Linked DNA regions of Mus musculus: region 1 is linked to region 2. A link is a contact called in public Hi-C data. All regions are on one chromosome and are shown on one strand. Each heading gives the region's core, a stretch centred on a gene start, on an enhancer-like site or on the middle of the called end of the contact. The rest is flanking DNA. Distances are from core to core; before and after follow the strand shown. Region 1 overlaps Ror1 (receptor tyrosine kinase-like orphan receptor 1). Region 2 overlaps Ror1 (receptor tyrosine kinase-like orphan receptor 1).

Region 1 (5,048 bases), core at 1,493-3,992, 140 kb before region 2:
GATTGAGCCTGAGCCTTGCAGCAAGCACTCACCCTGTGAACTACGCTCCTCCTTTTGGGAAAGTAACTAAATAACTAACCATAGGATTTCTGAGATATAACATACAGGCTTTTTGCACTGCCTCCATGTTCTCTTGAAGTCTGAACCTTTCAGAGGGCATCAGTATGGGCAACTACTCAAAGTAGCACACACATGCCTGAGTGGCACCTTCGTCTCCATGTCTTCCTCTAAACTTAAGCAGGCTTCTTCCTCAAGAAGGCATGTTGAAGTCTTCCCTTTGACCTGGATGCTTATCTGGAGAGAACACAGCTTGAGGATTTCCTGCAGCTGTTTGAATGATCCATGAAGGGGACAATCATAGAGATTTCAAAGGAATTGAAGGACCCGGAGAAGAAACGAAAAGCTCACCTTTGCCCTGAGCTTTGTGTGTCTGTCAACCAGGGAACCTGTGGGCTGGCTCACTGGTGTCTCCAGGTGTGTTCAAGAGTGTCCAATTTCAAAGAACTCTGGGAACTCTTACTCTAAGTCCCAAACAAAAGACTGGGGCTTTGATTTGAAACAGATAGACAATTCAAATAGCTCTGCAGGGTCCTAGCTACCCCACGAGATAAGATCCAGTGACACAAGGGACATCATTTCCAGCCACAATGAGCAGGGGTTCTACATGGCAAAGGGCAGGGAGTCCCAGATGGCAGGGAGACCCAAAATGAAATCACTGGAAGGAAGAGGCCTGAACTAAGGCACAGAGGGCACACACACACACACACACACACACACACACACACACGAAAAAGAACAGTGATAATTTCTTTTGGCAATCTACCAGACTATCATATCCATGGTTTGTCACAGGTCTTTGCTGACATTGTCATGCATTCTTCCCATTTTCCAGGAAGATGTGTGTAGAACCATAATAGGAATCCAGACAGACCGATGCATGGGAACCAGCTCTCAGAACCACAAGCATGAGAGGGCAAAGGTGGTATCAGCTACAAATGTTTCTTTAGAAAACAACCCAACAAGATGATTTGGGAAAGCCATTTTAGGAGAACACGAATATTGGTAAATGAGAGATAGATAGTGAATTTAGAAAAAAAAAAAAAAAGAATCTAAATACCCAATGGAAAGGAAGCAAGGAAGAGGTTCTACCTGGTCAGTTACTGTAGCCATGTGAGAATGCATGAGGATGGTCCTAGAATACATTGTTCTGTACCAGCCTCTGTTGAGTGCACACCGTATCTGTGTGCTTCATAGAGCATGAGTAATCCCACCTCAGTCTTAAAATGGAAGTCGGTGAAGATGCTTCTGTCAGCATCCCACCAAAAGGGCTGGAAAAACGAAGGCTGTGAAAAAAGTTAAAGGAACTTCTCTTCATGGCGAGCTAATGAGTGGGGTGACAGTGGTGAGCTAATGAGTGGGGTGGCAGGCACTGCCAGCCCCTGCAGAAGGAAAACATACTGGCATCGAGGTAGAAGACATAGGCACAGTTTTTAAACCTTGTAATTTATTCTCTAAATGTTTGCAAGTATGAATGATTAAAGACATCCCATGGATAGACAGAATTAATATTGTGAAAACGAACATCTCATCAAAAGCAATTTATAGGTTCAATGTAAATTACCCCAATAACAATTCCCATGACAAAAATAGGAAAGAAATTCATATGGAAGATACTCTCCCACTCTGTGGACTTCGTGGCCCCTGGATGGGCTGATTCCTTGCTCTACAGAAGCTCTTTAGTTTTATGAGGTCCAGTTTGTCAGTTTGACCTTAGTCTCTGAGCAAATGCAGTTCTATTCAGAAAGTCTTTTCCTGCACATGAATGTTGGAGGTACTAACTGTCTATGCCCCCACCCCAAGAAATCCCCCAAAATTTGCCTGAGATATTTCCATATCAGATTCCAAGCTATAGATAGTATAGAGGTATAGCAATAAAAATAATGTGAGTCTGGCACAAAACAGCCATGGAGATCAATGGGATAAATTAAGAGTGCACTAAATTAGATCATCTGATATTTGACAAAGATGCCAAAATGTACACAGGGGAAAAGACAGCACCTTCAACAAATGGTGACAGGAAGGTTGGGTGTTCACATGAAAAGGAATAAAATTAGGCCCATATCTATCACCCTTCACAAAAAGTCGGTGAGAGTTGAGCAAAGACCTCAACTTCCATGAAATGGGAAAGTTGAAACTCCTAGAGAAAATCATAAACAGAACTAGAAAACAGGCTAAAAAAATATTCAGAGTGAGGGAACCCCGAGTCAAAAAGACACATACGGCATGTTCTCTCTAATTTGTGAATCCTCGCTCTGAGACTTTGAATGTGAGTTTATAACCTGAAGTAATCACAGAATCCAGGAAAATAGAAAGGGGTCATGGTAGATGAGGGGAGAAGGAACTCTAGAGAGGGGACTCAGAAGACATAGGCTCTAGGAAGGGCAGAAGGGCAACTGGGAGGGAACTTAACTGGGGAAGAGGGTGGTTAACAGAGAAGAGGGAGGAAGGAGGGATGGGTTTCCCAACTAGAACTCAAACATTCAGAGAATGTGCTTGGCTCTAATTGTACCACAAGGTTTATTGTTTGATCAGACACAGAAAGTATGTCCCCAAGTCAGAGTCTCCAAGCATTTCAGAAAGTTCTGGCTACTGGGAGCATGAAATGAAATTAGCCATGCTGGGTGCTTAGTACAGTGCCCTGGGACACTGACAAAAACTTGGCAGATACCACCTCTACTATTACCACATGCCAGGGACTGTCCTTCCAACCCACATACAAGACAAACACAGAGCTTAGCCACAGCCACCTACTGTCTGGAAGAAGACAAAAAACAAAAAAAACAAACAAACCAAACAAAAAACCCTCAGTCCTGAGAGGCCAGATAACTCTCCTGTTGTCACACAAAGGGCACAGCTGCTTTCAGGGGACTCTCTCCTACCTCTGCCTAATCTAGTCTTTGTAACAGAAGCAAAGAATGATGGTATGTATCAGCCTGCAGAGGCAGCATGACCTGTTGTGGACTTTCCTAACTAACCCTGTCCATAACTGGCCAGGTAAGTCTAAACATCTCCATTCAGGGATTTCAAAGCCTCTGAGGTGTGCCCTACATCATTTCCTAAAGCATCCCCCATTTCTAGTCTACACAAGAGGCAACCAGCTCTCCCAAGGCTTTTGCCATTATTATTTATTATTATTACTTTTTTTTTTTTTTGAGACATAATCTATGTAGCCTAGACTGGCTTCAAACACACACCCCTTTTGACTCATCTCCTGAGTGTGGGATTGGAATTGTGAATCATCACTGTGAGGGATACTGCATGCCTCACCTAATCCCCTCTATCTTAGAACCCAGTTCAAGTCCAGCCTTTATCAGGAAGCCCACACATCTGCTTCTGCCCCTTTAACCTCCATCTCACAACTAGTTAAGGAAATGATGTAAGGCACACCTCAGAGGCTTTGAAATCCCTGGATGAAGATGTTTAGACTTACCTGGCTAGCTATTGGTGTGGTTGAGTTGTTTTGTAGTTTGTAGTTTTATCTGGCAGTTCCTAAAAAAGTTGAATGTGGATGTATAGAGTACAGGGGTTTATGGGTTCCTGTAAATGAACAGTCTAGTAGCTTAGGGGCAAATGCTGATCCTCGTGTATACCGCAGGGGCCGGCTTGGTCAAGTAGCAACTCTTTTTGTCTAAGAGTGGCCATGTAGCAGTTTCCCTTTGAAAGAAAGGCAAGCTATTCTTATTCAAAGAAGAATGAATGCTGGAGATGTGCTCAGTGGTAATTTGTCTAGCATGTGCAAGGCAGGGTCTAATCTCTCAAACTGCAAAACAACTCAACCACACCAATAGCAAAAGACCAAAACCAGAGTCAGGCCAGCCAACGAACAAACAAGCATAGGTTGGTTTCCTTCACCTTCCTGAGTCCAGTTCCTTGCACTGGACTCTATCGTCTCTGTGCTGGTCAGGCTGCAGGCTGTAACTCTATTGAGAACCATGGAGCAGCAACAGAACTCCTTTTATGCTGACCTCTAGTGAAGGACGCCCAGCCTTGGAGTGGGGCTACAGGGAAAGCTCACCACTCTGACACAGCATTTCATCCAAAAGAATGTCTACCATTCCTGCATGCCCTGTTAACCCACTGGGGATGGGGGAACCCACTGGAGAGAGCTCATCAGAGGCTTTCCCTCAGATCTTTTCAAAGAAGTCCTGTCATTTGCCAATGTGATCTTTCTTAATGTTGTGCAGATGGCAGGCTAATCCATCTTCAGATGATCTAATTGCATTGAACTTTTATGAAACATTTTGTGGAGTTGCGATGTCTTAATTGTGAGGCGAGTGCTAAATGTCTTCAAGAGTACTGAGCCAAGCACTCCCATTAAGCCCAGCATTCCCACCAAGCCAAGCATCCCCCGCCCCCGCCCTGAGCCAAGCATTTTCATTTAAGCCAAGCACTCCCACTGAAGTGGAGAATTTCCAATGGAAACATTCGGGGAGGGGGGGGGACTAGGAGGTGGGAGTGAATAGACTCAGCAAGTCCAGTTCTTAGGGATCAGTGTTGATAAAGATCCAGTTTTGTTTCAACTTACTGGCAGAGAATTTCCACACAGGGCTTGTGGAGTGTCTCCTGTGCCTTGCAAGCATCACAAGTCTATTTCCCATAAAGAGAATGAGAACAGCACAGGGTAGTGGAGAGAGAAGGACCATCAGAGGAGGGCTTTGGGAACCTGACTGGTGGAGACTCCATGCAAATAGTATTTTCTTGTCATTCCCCTGTTCTGCTGCTGTCTTAGCCCAGAAAGCTTTACAAACCTTGAACACACAGTTAGTTACCTACAGGAAGGACATTGAATCATATGGGTGTATGGCTGAGGGGGACGTGATCTGCAGCTTCTGGATTTGGGAAGAAGGCACATATAAGCTGGTGAGGTTAGTGTGAAGAGCATGGGCTCTTTAATTCCATGGTTTCTTGAAGTGTTGCTAATGCTGCTTCTTCAGCAGGAATACTCTGTGAAGTTGTCTTCTGAGTTTGCATTTGGGACAGCCTGGACT
Region 2 (5,653 bases), core at 2,477-4,976:
AGCTTGATCTCCCCTCAGTCTTAGTAGGTTCAGCACAAAGAGGGAAAAGACACGATAGCTTTCTAGCTATCAAACAGGGTCTAGGGAAATTTGGAGCTGAGCTGGCTTGTTCTAGAAAGATCTGCAGCTTAGCTTCCCTAGAAAGTCTTCACAATTCATGAATATAGAATAGTCTATGATCACACAACCTGCGACCCCTTGGACAAACATACAGTAGTAACTCACAAGGCTTCATCCCCCTCCCCTAGCAGCTTCCTTTGTAGCTTTTCTGTTTCCCCCAGAAGCCTTTGCGTGTCCCTCTCATCTGCCACCACTGGGATAGATAGAGTTCTCCCACTCTGGAGCAGACAGAACACAAGCTACCAGTTTTGTTTTGCTAGTGGGGAAACCCAGACACAGACTGCCTATGGCTTTCATAACGCACAGTCTCCAAATGCGCCCTGGCCTCTGGTCTACCACTTGTCTCTGCTATACCGCATAAATCACATTCTAAAGGAGACAGCTGGCACTGCTCCTTGAAGGAATGCTGGGAGTGCCACTGGGCTTCGATGAACCAGTCACTGGGTACGTAAGGTGGTGAGGGTGACTGTGAGGACCCTGCTAAGCTGAGGCCTGCTGCCTTTGTGGTGTGCAAGCTACCATCTCTTCTTGCAATTGTCCTTGGGTTGCCTTTGTCATTCATTGGTTCCCTTACACCTTGACACTCCAAGGGCTCACATGAGAATACAGCATCACCACCCCCAGAGAACATGTTAGAAATGCAGACTCTCGAGCTCTACCATAGCACAGCCAACCCAGATAAGGCATCACTGCATGATTCTCAGGAGAGCCTCTTGTGCATCCAAATTGAATATAGTACTGCTCTCATGAACACAAGGTGTGTTGAGTAGTCAATTCAGAATGTGAGATGCTGATAAAATATCCATACTGGCTGCTTGGTTATGATTACTGAATTGCTTCAGTCTTTGATTGTCTACTCAGGAATTCTGCCAGGACTGAGTCCTGGTGCCTGGCATACAGTAGTCTTCAATAAATATTTATAGGAGGAACTGAAGATAAATTATCTAATAAATTGGTACGTTCATAAAGTCTCCCCTTGTTCCTACTGTTTCTTTCCTCTGGAGAGTTAGCTGAATTTATACATGGAAAAAAATAGAGAATAGTGCCAGACAGATACCAAGCGCCGGGCCTGTACTAAGTGCCCTATTAACAGGGTGTGGAGGAGCTGAATTCATGCTGGTGCACTTTGACTTTAAGAGGTCATACATAGCCTGGGCCACCTTGGAACTCCGTGAGAAGGTCGGCTAGTTGAAGGGAAGGAAGAAGACTACACTCCGAAGCATATACTAACGCATAGAGAAATTATTCCAGAGGATTCCAGGGAAATGATTAAGTGTCCAGGAGAGGTGGGTTGACAGGTCACTGGCTGTGGTATGTAAACTATGTTTGGCATAGTAGCAAGAAGCAAAGTACTTCCTCCTATCTGTGTCTGCCTCTTGTCTTACTTTTGATATGATGATAAGGGAGACAGGCTAATGAATCATGGTGGTGGACAAGGGCCTGACAGACAAGCTTGATCAGTCCACAAAGACAGACACTTTAGGTTCAAAGAGAGCCTTAGATCTTAATGAGCTTCTCTTGCTAACCACCTCTCCTTGCCTTTGCCTTGCTCGTTCCCATCAAAGCCAGCTTCCTCCTTGACTTCACCCTGACAAGCAGGAAGCTTTCCATTGCTCTGTCATAGGATGCAGGTTCCCTCCCCACTGCCAATGCTGCAACCCCAGGTGTGCTGGGGGTCTCTACCTCCCGCCAATACTCCCCTTATTTGGCAGCTAGATGTTATTTTGATATTTAATTTTTGTCTATTTAATTTTGCAAATATACTAAAAACTTCCATCAGGTCAGGGTCTATCTATATCATGTATTTCTTTGAGATTGCCCATTAATGCCTAAACATATGTAGCATGTGCTGATAGCATGTACAAATAGAGGAAAGAAAGCTAAGAGGTGACAGACAGTTTCCCCGTGGCATTTAATAAAGTAGCAGAGCCTCTCTAACAACCTCCGCATGCAGTGTCTTAAGCTTCGTTTGCCTCTGCTAAACTTAGATTTAGCAGTTGTTCTAGAAGATTGAGCCATCTCATTTTCTCTACATTCTTAGGGCTCACCAGATCACAAAGGAAGCATTCTCTGGGGCAAGTTTTAAGTTATTGTATCATTTCTGTATCACAAATACTTAGTGACTACTCAATAATTGCCAAGGACTATGTTAAATGTTTAGCCACATTAATCATTATGACAGCATGACGGTGCTGGCACATAAGATCTCCTCCTGTATCAAGAAACAGACTCAGTACTGGTCACTCAAGGTCACAGAGTCAGGAAGCATGTGAGCACTTACCTGTGATCCTCCTGTCACCAGGCATCTTCATCTTTGGGGAACTACTGGAAAGATTCTCTAATAGATCGGTTATCTAACGCAATCAAATCTACTCAGTGAATATTGTACATAGGAAAATTCTACCTTTAGGGTAATCCAGCACTGGCTATAAAACATACTCTCTAGGCTGGCTTTTGGCATAAATGTCAAGGACAAAATAATTTTTTTCTCTGATTAAAAGAAAACGTTCTCAGTGGCAGCTATTAAATTCTGCAACTAAAGAAAGAGGGCATTCATCCACACCGGCTCTCTTTGCTCCTTATTCACAATGCTAAGCTCCTATTAGTTGTAAAAAAACAAAAAAGCATTTTTCAACATGTAAATATAATACAGTCCTGCCCAAAACAATGTTAATTTTTTTAAAAATTATGTATTTTCTTAATACATGAAGAAAACCAGCTCTACACTTTGACCCCAGGCACTGAACCATCATTTCAAAAATGTTTCAAAGCATTCTTGTCCCATTATTTACTCTCTAGATATTCCTGTTTTTTGTAAGAAGTGTCAGTTTGAAAATAAGAAAAGAAATCCAGATATGCATTAACAATAATTAATATTGACCTTTCAAGACTAAACGGTTGCATCTCCTTATCAGACTTCGCCTTTTCCCAATGAACAGTCAGACAATTTTTGGATCTTTATCCTTAGGCCTGCACGGCCCTGTCCTCAGATCCTGGGAAGCAGGTGAGGTCCCAGGACACTCTCTGAGCCCTGGCTGCCTGTGAAACCATTTCACACACTCAGCCTCATGCCTCACGACTTGTGTGGGCAGCATTTGGCCGTCTCTCTATTTACACAAACTCCCTAACGGTCTGGCACCACTGACGTCTCAGAGGGAGGCACAGTACATAGAGTGTTTCACAAGAAAATCTTTAAACAAAAGGAATTAAAGAAAATCCCTGTTTAATAGTGAGTTTTTAACCAAGCTCCTAAATTCTCGAGAGCAGTGAAATATTAACTTTCCCCAAGTGGGAACACAGAGCTCGCCTTGTTTCTCTTCATACTCTTGGGTCACAAACCCTCCGGAGAGGAGCGTGCTCCTTCTTAAGAACCTACTGAGATTCCTCATCAGTAGTGGTTGGGAAAGCACAGGATTTGGGCTCACACAGATCTGCGTTCAAATCCTGTTTTCCACCCTCCTCGTGTCTCAAGGAGTTAGTGTATAAATCAGGGATGAAAGTGGTAATGACCTCACTGCTCCTGGATTCTGCAGCAAAAGGTGTCCGCTCAGAGCAAGCACGCAGTGTGGGGTGGCTGAAATACAATCAGCCTGCTGTCATCTGGACCTTTGAAGGGACCTTTCTTCAGCAGAGAGCAGGAAACAGTGACAAAGGTCAGGAACCAGCCCTACTCTGTGCCTCTGGCTCTGGTTTAGTGCCCCCTTGTGGCTACCCTTCCTAGCCCTCCTTCCTTGCCTTTGTGGTAAACCAAGCAGTACCTAAGTCATTCAGGGTCATTCCATCAGAAGGTGCTGTGGGGGATCTGCATTACAGAGTCACTGTTTTGTGCTGTCTGCTAAAGGCTGAATTAGTGTGATCAACTTGACTGATCACACCCTCTTCCACAGCACTGTGGGTCCCAAGTGACTTCTCCTTACTGCCTCGGCATGAAGCAAGGAAAAACACACCCTCCGTCAGTACCCTGTTACAAGCCCAAGAGGGTTCTAGAGAATCCCAGGGCAACCATTTTTCTTGCCCATGTCCCAGAGCCATGGTGGCATTCCACACAAGAGGCCTGCTTTGACCAGGAGCAGGTAGCAACTCTAACAGCCTGCCACATTCCCCACTTCCAGCCACAGCCATTTCCTGTGGCCAGCACGCTCCCCGCATGGTCTAGAAATCCTTTGCCACATGGTTCCATTTGCCTGTACGTTCAACCTTGATTTTGTGGCATGTACTCGTTTTGGCTATGTAAGATGTTGACTCACTAAGGTGACACGATGTCATTTCTGCATCAGTTTCCATGAAATAACATATCATATAATCATGTTGGGGGGGGGGAGGTCTCACTACAAAAAGTTAAATTTTTTGATTCTTTTTTTATTAGATATTTTCTTTATTTACATTTCAGATGCTATCCCGAAAGTTCCCTATACCTTCCCCCCACCCCCCGCTGCTCCCCTACCCACCCACTCCCACTTCTTGGCCCTGGCATTCCCTTGTACTGGGGCATATAAAGTTTGCAAGACCAAGGGGCCTCTTTTCTCAATGATGGCCGACTAGGCCATCTTCTGTTATATATGCAGCTAGAGACACAAGTTAATTTTTAAAAAAATGATTGGAAGTTAAATACAATTGGTGGATATTCAATCATGTGTCTAATACAATTAAATGAGAAGCCATTTTATTTTAATAGAATGAATAAAAACTTAAAAGTATACACTAAAAAATCAAAAATAGAGTTTGTTCAATTGTAGAATTATAACTGTAGAATTTTTTCCCCATCTCATTTGCTTAGGTGTTTTAACTAAGATATGTTCTTCAGTTTTTCACTCAGCAAACACTTGTACCTTCTAAGTATCAGGCTTGTGGCAATACCAACATCACTACAAAGCCAACTTAGCCTGAATGACCCCCACAATATAACAATGGTACTCAACCTGTGGGGTCATGACCCTTTGACAAAACTCTGTCTCCATAAGTATGTAAGTATTTACATCATGATCATAACAGTAGCAAAATTACAGTTATGAAGTAGCAATGAAAGCAATTTTATGGTTGGGGGTCACCATAACATGGGGAACTGTATTAAATAGACACAGAATTAGGAAGGTTCAGAGCCACTGAACTGGTAGAGTTCACAGAGATCAATCAAATAAGTATACAAATTCATCCTTATAATCAGGGACAAAAGCCACAAAGGGAGGACATGGGGTACCAAGAGCAGTGTAAGAGAGGGTCAGTATCTCTGACTGGTGGGCTAGATTCAGAGAAAGCACCCTAAAGAAATAACATAGGGCACCAACTATGGACAGAACTGAGGCTGAAGGGAACTGAGGAGGAGGAGGCTCTGCAGGCAGGGGACCAGTACAGGCTCGCTCGGTTGGGGGCTGCCAGTGCAATGACCACCCAGGGATGAGCATCTGATAGATGGATGGGCATAAGGCAAAAAGCAGTGGGGACTTCTGTAAGAGAAGTAAGGGTTTCTGCCTCTGTTTATAACACAGTGGTAAGCGTAGAAGCAGGGGGTGACATGATCAGGGTTGGCCACAAG

The links. A called contact is a pair of places that touch in the nucleus more often than the background predicts.
Region 1: a Hi-C map of liver shows a contact between it and region 2, with 2.3 times the contacts expected there. The contact joins two enhancer-like sites. A contact is called at or near these places in 7 of 484 Hi-C or Micro-C datasets (the HL-1 cell line, bone marrow-derived DN3 thymocytes, conventional dendritic cells and 3 more) and 3 of 115 datasets of contacts at active chromatin or transcription factors (differentiating embryonic stem cells, extraembryonic endoderm stem cells and hepatocytes).

The regions. Positions count from the first base shown.
Region 1 is chr4:100,349,680-100,354,727 of GRCm38.p6, reverse strand. All of the region lies in intron 4 of Ror1 (receptor tyrosine kinase-like orphan receptor 1), which reads right to left. Among named protein-coding and RNA genes, the nearest start is that of Gm35760, 41 kb to the left of the region's middle. Within about 2 kb of position 2,742, at least 23 of the 459 cell types and tissues checked have an H3K27ac peak or open chromatin away from gene starts, as enhancers often do. A contact at or near this core is called in hepatocytes and liver, where this site is marked.
Region 2 is chr4:100,212,649-100,218,301 of GRCm38.p6, reverse strand. The region is part of intron 1 of Ror1 (receptor tyrosine kinase-like orphan receptor 1); the gene reads right to left. Among named protein-coding and RNA genes, the nearest start is that of Gm12701, 96 kb to the right of the region's middle. Within about 2 kb of position 3,726, at least 41 of the 459 cell types and tissues checked have an H3K27ac peak or open chromatin away from gene starts, as enhancers often do. A contact at or near this core is called in hepatocytes and liver, where this site is marked.